Linked DNA regions of Sus scrofa: region 2 is linked to region 1. A link is a contact called in public Hi-C data. All regions are on one chromosome and are shown on one strand. The core of a region is the stretch at or near the end of the contact, and the rest is flanking DNA. Distances in the headings are between cores, read along the strand shown.

What was found. A called contact is a pair of places that touch in the nucleus more often than the background predicts.
Region 2: a contact with region 1 is called in a Hi-C map of liver, with 4 times the contacts expected there. A contact is called at or near these places in 1 of 47 Hi-C or Micro-C datasets (liver) and 1 of 2 datasets of targeted methods (alveolar macrophages).

Annotation. Positions count from the first base shown.
Region 1 is chr4:97,901,155-97,904,060 of Sscrofa11.1, reverse strand. It overlaps RFX5 (DNA-binding protein RFX5), which reads right to left and starts at 1,591. Exons shown (of 10, transcript XM_005663455.2): 1 at 1,497-1,591; 2 at 553-681; 3 at 270-303. The coding sequence starts at 668.
Region 2 is chr4:98,217,265-98,220,266 of Sscrofa11.1, reverse strand. It overlaps MINDY1 (ubiquitin carboxyl-terminal hydrolase MINDY-1), which reads right to left and starts at 1,651. Exons shown (of 10, transcript XM_001929665.7): 1 at 925-1,651. PRUNE1 (protein prune homolog) reads left to right here and starts at 1,405. Exons shown (of 9, transcript XM_013997183.2): 1 at 1,405-1,534.

The sequences.
Region 1 (2,906 bases), core at 342-2,841:
TGGGTGCTCACTATGCCCTGAGGAGCCCTTATGGGCCACTAGGATGAGAGGGGGAGTGGAGGGGGTCAGCTCTGATTTTATTTCTATGCGGCTTTTACACAAGAGGTCACACAGACGCTCAAGGGGAAAGTGATGGCAACTTGCAAAGCCAGTTACTTCTGACAGGGCAGACAACATACCTCTCTCACAGAGAACTTTCCTACCGATAGCCTCACTATCATTCTCCACCAACTGCATCTCTCTATTGCCCTCTTCCCCCAAATACTCACCAGGATTCCCTCTACTTTGTTCTGCACGGCCTTGCTGTGGAGAAGAAGAGAAAGCTGGAGGTCATACACAAAAATTTTCCCCATCCCTGGGTCTTTCTGCCAGGGAGAGGAAGAGGGCTGAAAAAACCAGCAGGTGCTCAAGAACTGCTATGATGATGAAGACGCTCCCCTGATGGGATACACTTGCTTGGGGAATGGCAGATTGTCGAGAGAGACAGTAAGTGCTTACAGGGGTGGATACCCAGGTCTGGAATGAGGTTTGGAGATGGTGATGAGTACTTACGAAATGGTACCTCGGAGCCTCTGAAGAAGGGTGGTGGGTTCCCCTGCCTCGGCACTACCTGAGGGGGCCCTTCCCCCTGTCTTTGGGCTTTTAGCATCAGGTTCATCTTCTGCCATCCTGGCATGAGGGCTAGAGGTGAGAGAAGACAGGACATGAAGATTTAACTTCCTTTCCCCTCATGGAGGCCCCAGGACCACTCCTCTCCTCTCTACCCAGAAAGAGAGACAAGCAGAAAAAAAAAAAGCCTCAGAATTGCTCCAGTGGTCTTTTTTTCTTCCCCACCACTTATCTTTTCCAAACGTTATAAATTCTTCCAGTACTTCTCCAGGCCCATCTATACCCCAAGAGATCTTTGCCATCTCCATTCTATCTGCCCCACCTTTCTGCAGTCTGCTAAAAGTGGAAAACCGTAAAGGAAGAGATGGGGGTTTGGGAATCACGTTAGAAATTTTCCTTTCTGCTTCTGACCCCGCTACTGCCATCCTTCCTTCCCCTCAAAAACAACCACCACAAGACAAAGTTCTTTAATTCTCTAATATAGTCCGCATCACTGAATCGGCCTGGGAGGTTAGAAAGGATACGAACATATTCTGCCTTCCAGGCTTGGAAAAAACTGGGCCCAAGTTCTCATTATTTAATCTCGCCACGGCTTCCCCCGCAGCTCCCCCTCCCCACGTCGCAGGCCCCTACGTCACCTCCCTCAACATCCCATCCTGATGCGCGCCCCCACTTCCCTCCCTTCCCCCTCTATTCAATCCCTCGTTGCAGCAAAGTGGGGGGGAGGGGGAGTTCAGGGCTGCGGAACTCCTGGGCTGGGCGTATGAACCCGGTAGGGAGAATGGGGTCCCAGACTCGGGGCACGTGCACATGGGTGAAGAAGCCGTTGAAAATACAGCCAAAATATTTTTCTGCGCTCCTCCCAACTCATATTGCCCCCTCCCTACCTTTCAACAGTCGCCTTCCAACACAAGCAACATTAAAGGTAAGGGAGAAAGAGAAACTACCTCGTAGCCACCTTCACTTCAGCCCAGCCCCACGGTCCTGGCCCAGCGGGCTCGTGCGTTGCTTTATTTTCTTTTTTCTGAATGGCTGGAACAGCCCCGATCTGCCTAGATACTCGTACTGCCCGCTCTATCATTGGTCGTTGCTGCCACCCGGAGACAGTAGGCGCCGGTCTCGTACCGGCGGCAGCTAAAGTCTGCCTGGTAACAGAATCCGATTGGTCAATAGGGGAGGGAAAATCCAAAGTTGGTCTTATTTGAGTCAAGAGGGGGAAGTCCGGGTTAGGTTTCGGTTAAAACTGGGGTCGGTTGGGACTGCCGGTCCCAAGAGGTTCTTCTCTTAAAGGGACCGCAGGACGAAAGACTGGGCGCTCGGCTTCTTTTGGAGCTTTCTTTTCTCGTGCCGTCTTTCAGTTTTGCTTTCGGTGATCGCAGCTACTGGAAGAAAAGACTCAATGGATGATAAAATCACTAGAAAATTATAGGAAGTAGTGATGGAAGTTCGATATGAGCTCACATTACCCACTTCTGATGAAAAACAAGTTGAACCATTGCCCCCACCACCCAACACAACCAAATAGACACAACAAACCTGCAAACACAGGCTCACATTACTCATTGATGGAGGCCTCCAAACCTCAGCAGCTGTACCACATTAAACTAAAGTGCCTTTAGTGTTCATAAGTTTCCCGTGTGTACTTTATTTTCTTCCAAAGAGTTGTTAATGCCTTTGCATCCCCACAGTTCTGCACTCAGTGAACACTGGAATTTTGACTGACTCCCCCAGAGGGTGCTGGATGCCCACAGGAACTGACCTTTTTCTCTTCAGAGAACATTGTTACTGAAAGGTCATGAGTTCTTAACCCTCTTAGTTAAGGCTTTTTAAGGCCAAGAGTCAAATAAATTCAAGGGACTCTCTGGCATGAAAAATGCAGGTACAGACCGAGTGGTGCATCTAAGGTCAGAAGTCACGGGGACTCCAGGTTAGCCACGCTGTGAATGGACAGTATTTTTTTTTTTTTTTTTTTTTTTTTTTTGCACAGCAGCTATGTTACACACAAAGCCATATTTGTGATCCTGACTTATACATTCTCCAGTCTCATCATCACTGTGCTTTTGTAAAGAGGCTGGCAATGTTGCCTGATCTCATTACCATGGCCCATTGGAGCCTCCATTTCCCTACTACCAGCTTCCTGGAGGGAACCCAGGGGATTGATTGCAGAGTTGGGGGAATGATTGCAGAGTTGCGGGAATGAGGATATACTGGAAAGAAGGTTTTCTAGTAACAGCTAAAATGTATTTGGTGGATACTGTGTGCCAGACACCATACCAAATATTAAAGACCTCATTTGG
Region 2 (3,002 bases), core at 402-2,901, 320 kb before region 1:
GCCTGCAGGCCTGACACTTTTTTTTTTCTCTCTCTGTCTTCTTTTTCCTCCTTTCCCAAATGACACTTAGGATGAGCCTGGGAAGCAGAAACAAGAGCCTGGGAACACTTTTTTTAAAGCTTAGAGAAAAACAGGGAAGAAAAGAAAAGATCAATAATTAAGTGGGGGCTGGGCAGCTAGCTGGCCAGACAGGTAAACCAAAAGAACCCAGGAGCTGGACACCGGAGGAAGCTGGGTCTCAGAGAAACTGGGCAAAGTTGGATGGGCTAAGTCTTCAGAATAGAGGCAGGAAGCGTGATGGAGAATTTCTCCTCTTCAAGGTACCTGCCTGGTGCTCCTTCAGAGCAGGAGAGAATGAGGGAGCACAGGTACTCAAACAAATCAGGATTTCTCTTTCTTTTTCCTCTTAAATCCAACACATTTTCTCCAGCTGGAATTATCCTCTGGTGGTGAGTGAGAGGTAAAGCAGCCCAGACCCACCCCTAGCCAGCGGCAGTAAGTAGCCAAAAGTTGGAAGAAGCATATACAACTGGTACCCAGCTTCCACAAGACGCCCCCCACCCGCACTCCCTAGGAACTTTACTCTCCCCTCAAGTGCTTTACTGTCCCCCTCTAATCTCTTTCTCGCTCTGATGCAAATCGTCACAGAACTAATGGTTTAGAAGTTCTCCTCAGAGTTAAGTCAACGACGGTGCCTTGTCTACGTGCTAGCAAGGGAGAGGGGGAAGGTGTCATTAAAAGGAAGAAATACAGGGACCCAAGCAGCGTCTTTTACATATTCCTTCTGCCTGAACGCCTCTCAAAATCTAAACGTGTAGAGACCCAACGTGGAAGAACAGTCAGTGTCACCTCCCCAGGGCTAAAGAGGAAACAGAGGACTGGGGATTAGGAGAAGAGGTGAAGGAAATGGTTCAAAGTTTTTACCTTAAAGAAGTGGGTGCTGTTCCAGGACACAGAAGGAGGGTGCAGCTCTGGCAATACGATGGGGCAGGTGGGTGCAGTGAGGGGCGCCACCACACTCCCAGCTGCCTTCCAGCTGTCAAAGCCAGAGCTCGCACAGGTTTACACGGGTTTGTGCGCAGCAGTCTTGGCCGGATGGTGGCCACTTCCGGACTCACGCCCACGGCCGGCCGGGGGCACTGGAAGAGGGTGGAGACCGGCAGGAGTGCAGCCCAGGTACTCCCAGGTCGCTCAGAGCGTCTCCAGGATTTCTGAGTCGCCGAGTCTAGGGCGTGCGCTCCAGGCCCAGTCTAGCGAGCTGGTTTTCAAAGGAAGTTTGTGGGTTTTCTTTTTTCTTCTTTCTCTCTCTCTCTCTCTCTCTTTCCCGTCGGGACAAAGAAAAATCAGTCAAGGACAAGCTTCTGGGAGGAGGAGGAGCCAGGCCAGCACTGGAGGATTTCCATTAGGGCTTTCTGACCTGGTCAGCAGCTTGGTGATCAGCAGTGAGAGAGAGAGAAACAGGAGAGAAAAACAACAGACCCTTTCTCCTCCCTCCGCCTGCCGCTGGAAGGGACGGAGCGCTTGTGCCTCTCTGGTGAGAAGAGGGAAAAGCAAGGGCCCTTGCTGAGTGGGGAGGAGGAGCAGGGCCGGACAGCAGCAGCTTGTTGGATCTGGGCTTTCTCTCTAGGTACAAAAGTCCTTTGCTCTGGATCCACAGAGGCAGGCCAGACAGCGTGATATTAGCATAATTACTCATTTAAAGTGAAAAATCCTTATCCTTTCAAAATCCTTACTATATCTCTTTTTTGTTTGTTTTTTGTTTTTTAGGGCCGCACCTGCGGCACATGGAAGTTCCCAGGCTGGGATCTAATCAGATCAGCAACAAAGGATCTGAGCTGCATCTGCCACCTACACCACAGCCTACGGCAATGCCAGGATCCTTAACCCACGGAGCAAGGCCAGGGATCGAACCCGCAACCTCATGGTCCCTAGTCGGATTCGTTTCCGCCGCACCGCAACAGAAACTCCCTCACTTTTTTTTTTTATAGTTAATAATGATTTTTATTTTTTCCATTATAGCTGATTTACAGTGTTCTGTCAATTTTCTGCTGCACAGCAAGGTGACCCAGTAACACATACACGTATTTGCTCACTTTTTTAGTCTAGAAACCAGTTGGGCTATGCCCCTGGTAGTGCAGAGAGGGTGTGTAAGAAGCCCCAGGCTCTGGGAAGAGTGAAGCAGGGAGAAAACTAGCTGAGCAAGCAGGAGCTTCAATATCCCTCTGCTCCGGTCCTTGTTCCCACCACAGGCCTCAGCTTCTCATCTATCACCTCCTCTCAATTCCGAGCTTGGGGAGCAGGAAAAACTGGTGTGAGGTTGGTGGTAGGAAACAAAGGGATTCATTAATAAATGAGGGAACATTTGATGAAAAGAGTACATTTATCACGGAGTTCCCATTGTGGCACAGTGGTTAACGAATCCGACTAGGAATCATGAGGTTGCGGGTTCGATCCCTGGCCTTGATCAGTGGGTTAAGCTGTGGTGTAGGTCACAGACAAGGCTCAGATCCCATGTTGCTGTGGCTCTGGCGTAGGCCGGCGACTACAGCTCCGATTAGACCCCTAGCCTGGGAACTTCCATATGCCACAGGAAGCGGCCCTAGAAAAGGCAAAAAGACAAAAAAAAAAAAAAAAAAGCACATTTTCTGCAGTATTCTGCACTACCCTGGGGCTGGAAGGTGGTAGTTAAATGTGGTTGGAACCCAACTCTACATTCTGAAAGGTTCCCCCAAGCTCTACTTACATGGCTGCTCCAGGATGAAACTTCAAACAACTCTGAAGGCTGCAGGGGCATTTGGAACAATTAGGGAGGCAGGTGAGCAGAAACCCAAGTTACAACAGTCCGGAAAAAGAAAGAGAATTTGCTGACGCTATAGAAAAAAAGAGGCTATAGAGTTGTAATGGCAGCAACTGGAGTTGGCAAGAGGCTGTAGGAATTAAGAAGAGAGGCCAAAGATTATTACGATGTTTTCATATTCCAATATTTTTATAACATGGATAAT